Linked DNA regions of Sus scrofa: region 1 is linked to region 2. A link is a contact called in public Hi-C data. All regions are on one chromosome and are shown on one strand. Each heading gives the region's core, a stretch centred on a gene start, on an enhancer-like site or on the middle of the called end of the contact. The rest is flanking DNA. Distances are from core to core; before and after follow the strand shown.

What was found. Hi-C and Micro-C count contacts between places; a contact is called where the count stands out from the background.
Region 1: a Hi-C map of epiblast stem cells shows a contact between it and region 2, with 4 times the contacts expected there. The contact joins the promoter of FAM60A here to the enhancer-like site in region 2. A contact is called at or near these places in 1 of 5 promoter capture datasets (liver), 6 of 47 Hi-C or Micro-C datasets (alveolar macrophages, embryonic fibroblasts, epiblast stem cells and 2 more) and 2 of 2 datasets of contacts at active chromatin or transcription factors (alveolar macrophages and skeletal muscle).

What each region holds. Positions count from the first base shown.
Region 1 is chr5:42,925,524-42,932,294 of Sscrofa11.1, forward strand. It overlaps FAM60A (protein FAM60A), which reads left to right and starts at 4,922. Exons shown (of 6, transcript XM_021092101.1): 1 at 4,922-5,107.
Region 2 is chr5:42,877,156-42,883,799 of Sscrofa11.1, forward strand. No RefSeq gene overlaps it. Among named protein-coding and RNA genes, the nearest start is that of FAM60A, 50 kb to the right of the region's middle. Within about 2 kb of position 3,091, at least 46 of the 83 cell types and tissues checked have an H3K27ac peak or open chromatin away from gene starts, as enhancers often do. A contact at or near this core is called in embryonic fibroblasts, epiblast stem cells and skeletal muscle, where this site is marked.

The DNA of each region.
Region 1 (6,771 bases), core at 3,672-6,171, 50 kb after region 2:
AGGTGGAACAGATCTGCAGCTGCCGGCTTACATCACAACCACAGCAATGCGGGATCCTAGTTGCTTCTGTGACCTACATCACAGCTAATGGCAACACCACATCCCCAACCCACTGAGCAAGGCCAGGGTTTGAACCTGCACCCTCGAGTATAATAGTCGGATTCTCTGTGCCACAACGGGAACTCCCCTTCCTCTTTCTTTCTGATAAAAAATTCACTTGGGCTATTTAGGTAATAGTATTTTGAAGTAGTTCATAAATGAAGCTATTGGCCCTGGATAGAGCCAGCTATAACAACACGTTCAAGCAGTGAAATGAACAAAAGAACCTTTGGAATGCACCTGGTTGTTCAAAAAAATAGCAGGTGGCTTTTTTTTTTTTTTAAGGCTTGAAGGAAGTCAAATTTCTCTTTAAGGATTTTGCTGTTATCTTTCCTACAAAAATTACCCAGATTGCCTTTTTTGTTTTGTCTTTTTGCCTTTTCTAGGGCCGCTTCCCATGGCATATGGAGGTTCCCAGTCTAGGGGTCAAATCAGAGCTGTAGCCGTTGGCCTACACCAGAGCCACAGCAACGCCAGATCCAAGCCGCATCTGAGACCCACATCAGAGCTCATGGCAACGCCAGATCCTTAACCCACTGAGCAAGGCCAAGGATCGAACCCGTAACCTCATGGTTCCCAGTCTGATTTGTTAACCACTGCACCACGATGGAACTCCCCAGATTGCTTCTTAACTTCTCTTTTGTAAGTAGAAGAAGTCTTGCTGTACGATATTAGCTCAGTAGCTCTGAAGTTTCCAGGTACTTTCCTATCTGAATGTTGTATCCAAAATATTGTAATTCCTGCATTGCTTGCACATCTGGGTCTATTCCATCTCTGGATTATAGTATACATACATATATTTTTTGCCGTGTCTGCAACAAATGGAATTTTCTGGGGCCAGAGATCAAACCCATGCCATAGAACCGACCTAAGCTACTGCAGTGACAATGTCAGATCCTTAACCTGCTGTGCCACAAGAGAACTTCTTCTTTTCGGTATAGTTGATTTATGATATATTAGTTTTAGGTATACAACACAGCGATTCAATTTTTTATAAATTACATTGTATTAAAAGTTATTACAAATTATTACAAAGCAGTGGCTTACAACATATATTCTTTTTCTTCTTTTGTCTTTTTTTAGGGCTGCACCTATGACATATGGATGTTCCCAGGCTAGGGGTCCAATCGGAGCTGTAGCTGCCGGCCTACACCAGAGCCACAGCAACGTGGGATCCAAGCTGCGTCTGCCACCTACACCACAGCTCAGGGCAACACTGGATCCTTAACCCACTGAGCGAGGCCAGGGATGGAACCCAGGTCCTCATGGATGCTAGTACAGTTCGCTAACCACTGAGCAACAAGGGGAACTCCACTACAAATATTCTTTTTTTTTTGATCTTTTGTCCTTTTAGGCAAATCAGAGCTGTTGCTGTGGGCCTACACCAGATCCTTAATCCACTGAGTGAGGCCAGGGATCTAACCTGCAACCTCATGGTTCCTAATCGGATTCGTTAACCACTGAGCAACGACGAGAACTCCCACTACATATATTCTTTTTTTTTTTTTTTAAGATATCTTTTTATTTATTTATTTTTTGTTTGTTGTTTTGTTTTGTTTTGTTTTGCTTTATCTAGGGCCGCTCCCACGGCATGTGGAGGCTCCCAGGCTAGCGGTTGAATCGGAGCTGTAGCCACCGGCCTACATCAGAGCCACAGCAACGTAGGATCCGAGCCATGTCTGCAGCCTACACCACAGCTCAGGGCAACGCCAGATCCTTTAACCCACTGAGCAAGGCCAGGGATCGAACCTGCAACCTCATGGTTCCTAGTCAGATTCGTTAACCACTGCGCCACGAAGGGAACTCCTTACTACATATATTCTTTACACAAACTTTCAAAAGAAAAGGCATTCAAGGTATGTATTTATATCTTATATAAATATTCATTTTTATATTTATATAAAGATATCTTACAAGCAATAATTGAAGTCTGAAAAACATTATTATATTTGCACTTTTCATACTTTCAAAAGTGAAATTTGAAATTTCTAAAGTGAAATTATTTTTGGAAGGTCTTTCATAAACCAAATAAGTACTTGAGACAACCTGGGCCAAATTTAAAAAATCCTTTTCAGAAAGAAGAAGGTGGAAGCTTATGCTTTGAGCCCAGTTTGCCACTAAACTGGTTATTAAACCTGATTTATTATGATATGGACAGGCATCATATCAGTTGAGGTGACCATTATAACTTCCAAACTCATTTTAGGTTAAATATAAAAATTCCAAACTAAAGCTTTTTTTTCCTTGAGATAAATCTCTAATACTAAGTTTGAAAATATCCATTGATTTATTATTTTACAAAAATTCAGAATTCATTATGTGCTCTGCACTGTTTTAGACACTAGAAGACAAAAGTGAATACAATATAAAATTCTTGCCCTTAGGAAGCTAACGTTTTAGTGAGGGGTGTCAGGTTTTTTCTCCTTTGTAGGTATTTAACGTATGGTTTCATATACAGTTATAGAAATAGTATGCTATAGAGCCTACAGAAAAAAAAGAAGCATTAATTGAAGACTTGAGAAGTGGGTTCATCGTGTGTGTACCAGGAACTGGCTTTTGCATTAAATTAGCATTTCAGAAATATCTATCTATTTATTTTTTTCAGTTTGATATTTCTTTTTAATTACTCTATTTTACTACATTTATAGTTGTACAACGATCATCATGACCCAATTTTGTAACATTTCCATCCCAAACCCCCAGCACATCCCCTCACCCCCCAACCTGTCTCATTTGGAAAGCATACATTTTTCAAAGTCTGTGAGTCAGTATTTGTTCTGCAAGGAAGTTCATTGTGTCTTTTTTTTAGATTCCACATGTAAGTGATACCATATGATGTTGATGTCTTGCTGTCTGACTGACTTCACCTAGCATGATAATTTCTAGGTCCATCCATGTTGCTGCAAATGGCATTATTTCTTTCCTTTTAATGGCTGAGTAATGTTCCATTGTGTACATGTACCATATCTTCTGTATCTAGTCCTCTGTCGATGGACATTTTGGTTGTTTCTATGTCTTGGCTATTATACTGCAGTGCTGCAATGAACATTGGAGCACATGTATCTTTTCGAGTCATGGTTTTTCTCTGGATAGATGCCCAGGAGAAGGATTGCTGGATCAAATGGTAATTCTGTTTTTAGTTTTCTGAGGAATCTCCATACTGCTTTCCACAGTGGTTGTACCAAATTACAATCCCACCAACAGTGTAATAGAGTTCCTTTTTCTTCACACCCTCTCCAGCATTTATTGTTTGTAGACTTTTTTTTTTTTTTTTTTTTTGGTCCTTTTGCCATTTCTTGGGCCACTCCCTTGGCATATGGAGGTTTCCAGGCTAAGGGTCGAATCGGAGCTGTAGCCACCGGCCTACACCAGGGCCACAGCAACACTGGATCTGAGCTGCGTCTGCAACCTATACCACAGCTCATGGCAACTCGGGACCTTAACCCACTGAGCGAGGCCAGGGATCGAACCCGCAACCTTATGGTTCCTAGTGGGATTTGTTAACCACTGAGCCACAACGGGAACTCCTGTTTGTAGACTTTTTAATGATGGTCATTCTAGCCAGTGTAAGGTGGTATCTCAAAGTGGTTTTGATTTGCATCAGAAATATCTAAGTCCACATTGTTGACACTACAGTGAAAGCAGTGAAACTTGTCAGCAGATGATTAAGTTTTATGGTTAATGTCCACACTTTTGCATCTTGGGACCAATATCAAGTTTCTGGGAAAAACATCCTTCCTGTCTCCCCATGTCTGTCATTAAATCAGTGTCTCAGCCTGTTGGTGTTAGATGTGTTCTTGGAATAAAGGTGTACCACAATTATTTTTTTTCCATTTTTCACTTATTGGTCTGAGATTTACTTCAGTTCTTCAGTTTTTTTTTTTTTTTTTCTCTTCTGGGGCAAGAAGCATTTAGATTGTTGGTTTATTACATATTCCATAAGGGAAACTCTGCATTTCACCGGCAACTTTTTCAATTCCCAAGACCACCAGTTGGTGGTATTATTTCTGGGTGATTGGATCACCCTTTACTAGCAGCTGGAGGTGGGATGTGTGTCCCTAGATTACTGGCTTTCCACTATAAAAGAAAAGCGACACTATTCCCACGGAAATTAACAACTCTTCAACTGCAACAGGCTTGAAATCTTAAGGCCAAAGTGGAGAAAAAAACTGAATTATTATGGAGTGGGTTACTCTTTGAGGAGTGCAGACGGGAGCTGGTGAATGAACAGAATGTCAAAATGGGACTTTATTAAACGACTCATTAAAACTGCAAGAAAGACAAATCTCCGTTGGCCTCAGAGAATTTAAAAAAAAAAAGATTCAAAAACCCTTTTTCAAGCAAAACTTAGGAAACATGGGAGAAGTATTAATTCAATCTGGGCGCTTGGAAGACCACCTCCCCTGCCACTTCAGTTCAGACACTGGGCAGAGATGTGAAAATTTTGCAAAAACAGCCTTCAAAACTATTTTTCAACGCGAAACGGTGTGCGCGAAAAGCTTCCGAGTGTAAAGTACGACACGCAGCCCAGTGTTCTCCCTGGGTTGCTAACCTTTCCGCCTTTCCCCTCTCGCCACTCCCCCTTAGCCTGGGCCTCCAGCCAGGGGGCGTTTGTTTACGTGACGTCACCGTAGTAAGCAGTCCCCGCCCCCGTTTCCCTGTGGCCGCCGCGTTTCCCGCGCCGCGGCGCTTCTCCCCTTAAAAGGACAATAGAGGCCTCGGGAGCGCGCGCGGCCGCCGGGCCTTCTCCCCTCCCAGCCCTCGACGCGCGCGCGCCCGTATGCAAATAAGTTCGATTCAGGAGAATTTTGTACCAGGAGCTGCGCGTGCGCAGAAGGAAAGCGGAATCTACACCTTCCCCGCCAGCCGTGGCAACTGCAGAACTGCAGGAGACAATCTTTCTAGACAAGGCAGTTGAGGAGGAGGGAGCGATTGGAGCGTGGGTTGGCTTGGCGTGCACTCCCCACCTCTGAAACATTATTGCGCGTGGAACGGTTGCTTCTGGAAGGTGAGTGACTCTAACCATTACTGCGGTGCAAAACTGTCTCAGGAGGCTTTGATTTCGGAGTGGCTTTTTTTCTCTTTTCACCTCACCTCACCACCTCCCCCAGTCCTTCCACAGACACACACGCACACATTCATATACGCACACAGGAAGTTTTGTCTTGGAGATGGCATTGCTTGGAGCGCGGTTTTCGTGGTCCTCAGACCCCAGATTCTTTGTATCTGCATGTTTAGTGTGTCCTTTTTAATTGGGGAGGGTATTTGAGGCAAACCGAAAGTCTTGGGGTGGGGGAAGTGAGTGAAGCCTGGAAGAGTGAGGAGTCGCCGGAGTTGAGGGGTCCACATTGAAGGTGACAATGACTTTTCTCAGCCGCAGTGCTCGCTGGCGAAAAGGAGCCTGGTGGCTGAAAGGCCCGAGAGAAAACGAGTTGCTGGCGACTGCCGAGGGGCCCTGGGTCGGTGCACCCGCGTGGGCGCGCGCCCGGGAGTGGCCGGGCGCCGTTGTTGGACCTCGTGGTTGAGTTTCTTGCCCCCCCACCCCCGGCGCGTGTTTAGATGAGTGTGGACAATGAATGCCCCTCGCTCGAAAACTAAGTTGCGTCTACTTGTGAGCTGGCCGGCGGAGGAGGTTTAAATTGGCCTTTCGGCTTGGTGCCGGCATGGCCGGAGTGCATGCGGGTGGCGTTGTCCGCCCAACTCCGGAGGGATGCGGATGCGACAATGAGCAGCACGCGGCCGCTCGGAAGCGGCCCCGGCTCTGAAACGCTTCTCCCCAGGGCCGCGCCCAGGCAGCGCAGGCGTTCGGGGTGTCTGGAGCCTCAAGTTTGGTCCGCAATTTATTCACCTGTAGCGTGGTTTGGGCGCCGCGGCGCTCTCTAGGGCCACGGTGTACGGCTTAAGATGGCCAGTCGGAGTCAAGTTGACTTGGGGATGGAGGCAGCGGCGTTGTCTGCGCCGGAGGAGTGCGGGAACTCAGGAGGGCACTGCTTTTTGTGCCGAGCGTGACAGACCACGTGCTGGGGCTGCGACCCGGGTTTGCTCCCAGGTCCGGCTGAGCCTCTGGCTCGCGGTCAGCCGGGAGATGCGGGTGCTGTCGGGGCCGGCCGGCAGGACAATGTGACTTGCTGATGATGGCGTCTTGCCAGTTTCAAAAGCAGAGTGAAAGTCGCCAACTCTCGGCCGGTGCAGGGCGGGGAATCCGGGCGTTTCTCATCAAGGACATTGCAAAACTTTGATTAAATGGCCCCGCTGCTAGGGGAGGACGGCAGGACCGGCCCCGGACTTTTGGGACGTGGGGTCCGGCCCCTTCCCCTGGGCGATCGTCTAGTATCTCCCTCAGAGAAACAATCCCACGTCCCTCCTGCTGCACGTAGGCAGCGCCCAGCTGGACAGAAAACAAAGAGCCGCATGTGCTGTTGCGGGCCCGGCGGGCGCTCTGGGCGGCCGCCGGGCGGAGGGCCGTGCAGGCCTGGCCCCCCGAAGTTCGGGCGAGTTTCGGAAGGGGCTTTTGTCCCTCGGCCTCTCGCGGGGAAACTTTCGCGGCGCTACTAGTGCGCGGTGCGGGTGTGCGGAGAGGCAGCGTGCTTCCGCGCGGCCAGCGGCAGCCGAGGGGCCCCGCGCTGGAGCCCGGGCGCTGGCTGCTGCGACGACCGAGGGCTCGGCCAGCTC
Region 2 (6,644 bases), core at 1,841-4,340:
CAAATGAAATTCTCATGTACTGCTGAGAGCAATGGAAAATAGTACATCTACTTTGGAAAACAGTTCGATGACTTTTTAAAAACTTTGACATAGGATTCCCTTGTGGCTCAGCAGGTTAAGGATTGGTGTTATCACTGCCATGGATCTGGCCCCTGCTGTGATGAGTTCAATCTCTGGCCTGGAAACTTCCACATGCTGTGGCCGTGGTAGGCTGGCAGCTATAGCTCCGATTCGACCCCTAGCCTGGGAACTTTCATATGCTGTGGGTGCAGCCCTTAAAAAAAATTAAATTAAAAATAAAAATAGGAGTTCCCTTTTGGCACAAAAGGTTAAGAATCTGGCAATGTCACTACCGCAGCTCTGGTTGCTGCTATGGCTGGGATTCTATCCCTGGCCCAGAAATTTCCACATGCTGTGAGTGCAGCCAAAAATAAAAAAAATTAAAAAAAGAATAATTACATACAAATACAAAATTTGGGGAGTTCCCACTGTGGAGCAGCAGAAACAATTCTAACTAGGAACCATGAGGTTGTGGGTTCAATCCTTGGCCTTGCTCAGTGGGTTAAGGATCCCACATTGCCTTGAGCTGTGGTATAGGGCAGATGTGGCTTGGATCCTGCACTGCTGTAACTGTGGTATAGACCGGCAGCTGCAGATCCAATTAGACCCCTAGCCTGGGAACCTCCATATGCCACGGGTGCAGCCCTAAAAAAAAAAAAAGAGAAAAAAAATTTTAAAGTTTGACATACACCTATCATATAATCCAGTCATTCTAAGGTAATTAATTACTGAAGAGAAGTAAAAGCATATGTCTACACAAATACTTGTATGTGAATATTAATCACAGTTTTATTTGCAATAGCCAAAAACGAATCAACCCAATTGGCATTACAGATGAATGGACATGAGTTCCCGCCGTGGCTCAGCGGAAATGAATCTGACTAGTATCCATGAGGACGAAGGTTCAATCCCTGGCCTCGCTCAGCAGGTTAAGGATCTGACACTGCCGTGAGCTGTGGTATAGTTTGAAGATGCGGCTCAGATCTTGCTGCGGCTGTGGTGTAGGCCCGTGGCTATACCTCTGATTCAACCCCTAGCCCGGGAACCACCATATGCCTCAGGAGCAACCCTATACAGATGAGTGGATAAATAATTTGTGATATACAATGGAATACTACTCAGCAATAAAAAGGAGCAAACATTTGATACATATAACATAGATGCATTTCAAAACAATTATTCTGAGTAAAAAGAGCAGGCAAAAAATAAATTCATGCTATAGAATTCTATTTGTATAAATTCAAACAAAAAATGCAAATAATGTGCAGTGACTGTTGCTGCTTGGAGATGGAGGCTAGGGGCAGAATGACAGTCACAAAGAACCTTTGGAAGTGACAAATATATTTATAATCTTAATTGTAGAGATAGTTTCCTGACTCATGTCAAAACTTAACACTGTATACCTTAAGTATGTGAAATTTGTTGAATGTCAATGATGTGTCTCAAGGTTTCTTAAAAGTCTAATTGAGGCGTTCCCACCATGGTGCAGTGGGTTAAGACCTGGTTAAGGCTAGTCTCCAAATTCTCAGTAAATATCCAGATTCCACCCTTTGCCCTCTGATGTTTACTAAGAAGCTGTCAAATGTAAAGCTCTACCTTACTGGGCAAGCAATAAACAGACTTTCTGTTTGTTTCCGTGTGTGTGGGGGGGGGTTTGCTACAGCAGTACAAATGCTGAATCCTAACCACTAGACCACCAGGGAACTCCCTAAACAAAATGTTGTAATCATAATTCAGGAAGCCAGTATTCAACATTATTGATCATATATATTTCCTCTTCTGAGTTATTTTAGTAATCTTTGCATATTCATTATTTATTTATTTATTTATTTATTTATTTTGTCTTTTTGCTATTTCTTGGGCCGCTCCCGCGGCATATGGAGGTTCCCAGGCTAGGGGTCGAATCGGAGCTGTAGCCACCGGCCTACACCAGAGCCACAGCAACACAGGATCTGAGCCACGTCTGCAACCTACACCACAGCTCACGGCAACGCCGGATTGTTAACCCACTGAGCAAGGGCAGGGACCGAACCCGCAACCTCATGGTTCCTAGTCGGATTCATTAACCACTGCGCCATGACGGGAACTCCTGCATATTCATTTTTAATGTGTATTTTTGGTTTTGACTTATCTAAAAATATTTTTGAGCTATCCTTTGCTCTACGAAATGTTAATATTTTCTCACTTTTCATTTTAATTTTTGGTATTTTTTGTGGCAAAGAATTTTTTAGTTTTCAACTGTTCAACGTTATTATCTATTCCTTATAAAACAAACAAACAAACAAAAAGCAGCTTCTAGTGCCATACCACCTGGGTTCAAATCTCTACTGCTTACTAGCTGAAGACCCTTGTTTATCACTTGTTTATCTCTGCAAACCTGGTTTCCTTATTTATCTCCCCACAGGAATGTAAGCTCCACAAAGGAGGTATTTTCGACTGTTTCATTACCTACTATATCCCCAGCTCTGGGAACAGTGCCTGATACATGGTAAATATTTATTAAATGAGCAACTCTACAAAGCCAAAACAATAATCTTATTTACATCATAAAGTTGATATACGAATGAACCAGTCCTTGTATATTTTAGTCTAGAACCATACCTGGCATAGAGTAAGAGCACAAGAAATGCTACCCATGCCATAGTCCTGCTGTTTTGTGAAGTCTTTACTGGAATACCTCCTCCCCCACTTTTCCTTCTCCCTCTTCCACTCCCATGGACTCGCACCCCAGCTCCCCCTTACTAGCACCCACTTGTCACTTGAAGCAACTTGAATCTTTGGGCAGCTCGTAAGTCCCTTTGAGAATCCAAGGAAAGCTGTGAACATTCTCTAGTAAAATGTGCCTACAGACATACACACAAACTCACTTTTATGCACAATTTCAAGGAGCTGGTAGAACCCTGACGCTGAACCGCCTTTTTTACTCCTGATTTAAATCGACATTAATGTCAAAACTCCTTACTGCTTCGACGCAGCAAACTTCAACAGGTCACAGGAAATTTCTCAGAGCAGCTCTTAACTGCAAGGGTCAAAGTCCAACTGCTCTTCTGAGTTGCAAATTGCTCTCTCGTTCTGAGGTGAGGACAAGGATTGATTCTTTCTGACTGCCCTTTTCAAAGCAGAAGAGCACAGTAGGGGACAAGGGCCGGCAGGAAGGGGGTCCTAAATGAAAGGAGGAGCCTCCAGCATATTCTAAGATCATGTGTAAACTTCTGCAACTCTGTTTATTTATCTGTCTCCCAGTTGGTAATCAATAAACCAACTACTATAATGACCCGAGTTCCTGTCTTCTGCAGCAGTGAAAATGGAGACCGTCCCACTGCCCTTTCAGGAAAACACTGGATGGGTGAAGGGCCCCGGGCCCAGCCTCCCAGCCCCTCCTCCAGCCAGAAATGCGCAGTTCCTGGGGGCTGGGGGTCTCGGTCTCCCGCTCCCTTGAACGGCGGGTTAAGACTCTCTCATCTATGGATGGTTCTTTCACAGAGCCAAAGATGATTGGACTCAGAGAACCCAGAAGACTGGTCCAGCCCTTTCTTTCTTTATTCTGGTTAGAAACAGACCCGGAGGTGATGTGATTTGCCTGAAGACGGCAACTTCCTGGAACTAGAAACCAATCGGAAGACTTCCATGTTGGTGTTCTTCCCGCTGTTATCAGGTTACCTCGGAGCCTTAGGATCTGCCTTGGAAAAGGAATGAAGAGGTCTAGGGAGACTGGAGAGAGCCACTGAAGGGAAAAGGGTTCGGAACTGGTAATTGCTTTTGGCAGGAGATGAGAGAGGAGGGGGTGATACAGTGTGTAACCGGCCTCGGCCCGAAAAGCATAATGTGAACAACTTAAAAACTGTTTTACGAGATCGTGAATTCTAGTGAGTGCAACTTCCACGGGGGCTGGGGACTTAGCTGTTTTGTTTACCCAGCCAAGTGCCTGATGCCGAGTAGGTACCTAGTAAGCCTTTGCCGCCTGGATGACTGCAAGGCTGGAGGCGCCTCCTTTCATCACTGAGCTGTAGGAGGAGTTGTGGAGCTAAACCCTACCTGGGAGGCAAGTAAGTCCTCTCCAGTTTTTCTCAGTTGTGGCTTTGCAGTGAATATGCTTTGTTCATGAATCATTGATGGCCTCTCTTGATTATTTCCTTAGGATATTTTCCTAGAAATGGGATTACTGGGAAGGGTATGCACATATTTAAGACTCTTGATTCGGAACCCCTCCAGTGGTGCAAGACTGTATCAGCTTCCCAGCAAGATGGCTCAAACAGGGTATTGTCAAGCTCCATTTTAATTTTTTTGCCATCTTGATAGGAGAGAAATAATATTTTATGTGCATCTCTTTGTGGGCTAATTAGATTAAGATTGAACTAATTTAAAGAAACCCTCTAAAAACCCCAGAGAAATCCCGTGTGGGGTAGGAAACCAGTGAATTTGGGTACATTCTGCCCAGTAAGGGGAAACCTAAGGGCACCTATTGTTTGGAACAATTTGACCTGAAGATGTAAACGTCTGAGCCTTGCCAGCGAGGCTTCCCCTGAGCTAGGGAGGGGGAGCTGTGACTTACTACTTTCTCTGTGATTTTCATTTCCTGGTGAGAAGTTCATGTCCTAAAAACAAATGAAAAACTAGTATACAAATCCTTAAGGACAGCAAGAAAAGGTAAAAACGGGGTGGGATGGGGGGGGATGATTTCAATGTAAAATCCTGGGGAAAGGGGAGGAGTGAGTGGTGAGCTTTGAGTTGTATTTCCAGAAGGTGGGAAGTAAATCCCTGGGGTCTCTGCCAGTCTGGAGGGGCCCTAAGGAGGGCTCCCGAGAATTCGTGCAAGGCTGCTGTTTGGTTGTGGAGCTTACAAAGGCCAGTGGTCCCCCAAGGACCCGCAAGGGAGTTTTAATGGACTTCTGAGGCTCAAAGTTAAACTGCCAGGCACAAAGGAAAGTGCTAAGGAAGTGGGGGGCAGCCAGACAGTCCAGGCTGTGCTCTAGGAGTGCTGAGAAGGGAGCTTCCGGGTTTTTCCAGCGAGGAGGCAGCGGTGAGCTGGGGAATTTTTCTTGGCTTATGAAACAATGAGGACTTCTCACCCAGGCAGAGCCTGGAACAGGTCCCCTGCTCTTCAGATATCCACTGGGTTCTTTTGCAAACCACATCCAGGAGGATAACCATTGTACAAGTGTTTACAGGCAGTTTTAGTTACTAATCTAGCTCTCATTTACTCTCAACTAAATTTATAATCCTAATTACTGTTCTCAGCATTTTCTTTCTTAAAAAATTTTTTTTTTTTACCTTGTCCACGGTATGTGGAAGTTCCTAGGCTAGGGATCGAACCACAGCAGTGATACAAGCCTCTGCATTGACAATGCCAGATCCCACTGCACCGCAAGAAAACTGGAGCATTTTGTTCATAATAAACAAACAAGATGTGTTTTCTAGTTGCTGTTTTTAAACTTTGTAGGGGAGTTTCTTTTCCTGATTGCTTTAAATTTCCTATGAAACTTTTAAATTTAGCAATCAGCTTCTCATAGCTCAGCAATCTACAAATTTTCCTGCCACTTTAATTCTTCAAAAAGGGCTTAAGCCAAATATGAACCAGGAGTTGTTAGAGGTTTGTTTAAATGAGTGATTTCCAAATCTCGTCACACTTCAAAAATCACTTGGTGGCTTTAAAAAACAAAAAATAAACCTAAAAAACCTACAGTTGTCTCTACCTCCCTTTTGGGAGACTTGTTTTATAGGGCTGGGACACATCTTCAAACCGGTATTTCTGAAAAGCCTCCCAAGTGATTCTTAAATTGTTGCAAGAAAGACCAATTTGGGGGAGCTGATGTCTAAGCGTTTATCAATTTTCTTTGTCCTTTAATGAAATTTGGAAGCAGCAGCTTTAACTTCTAAGATATTAAGTAATGCTCTGCATTTCTGGAAAACATTCCTTTTCACCTCCCTCCCCACCTGCCCCAGGCTTCAAAGCCCTGGGCTCTGCAGTCCTTACCTGACACTCTCACTGCCTCCTGTTCTTTCTGGTTCCCTCCACTCCTGGTTTTCCTTTCTGGCAGCACATTTGGGCTTTCTTTGGTGAATGACCATTGGCTTTCCTTCCTGTACTGTCTTTCAAAATGCTGTTGCTGCTCAGGGAGTCCTGGAAATCTGGTGCCCTATTATCCACTCCCACAATCGGCACCTGGGTGCTTAGGACACCCTAATCTGCATCTCTCACTATTTTTCTGGGCAGCTCTCCAATTGCCCACATTTCAGCTGCCTACTGAGCATCTCCTCTTGGATGTGCCAGAAACTCACTATTTCTCAAATATTAAGTTCCTAGCCATGTTTTGTCCTCTGTATTTCAGAGAAAGGGTCTACCAATTTATTCACAGAAAGCTGGGGATAAACGACCCATCCATTTAAAGCCACCATTTAGGAAGCAACCAAGATGGCCTTTGGTAGGTGAATGGATAAATAAATGTGTATATTCACACAATGAATCATTATCAGAATTTTCACTTTTCAGGGCTGCATCCGAGACATATGGAAGTTCCCAGACTAGGGGATGAATCAGAGCTGCAGCTGCCGGCATATGCCAAAGCGGTGGCAACGCAGGATCC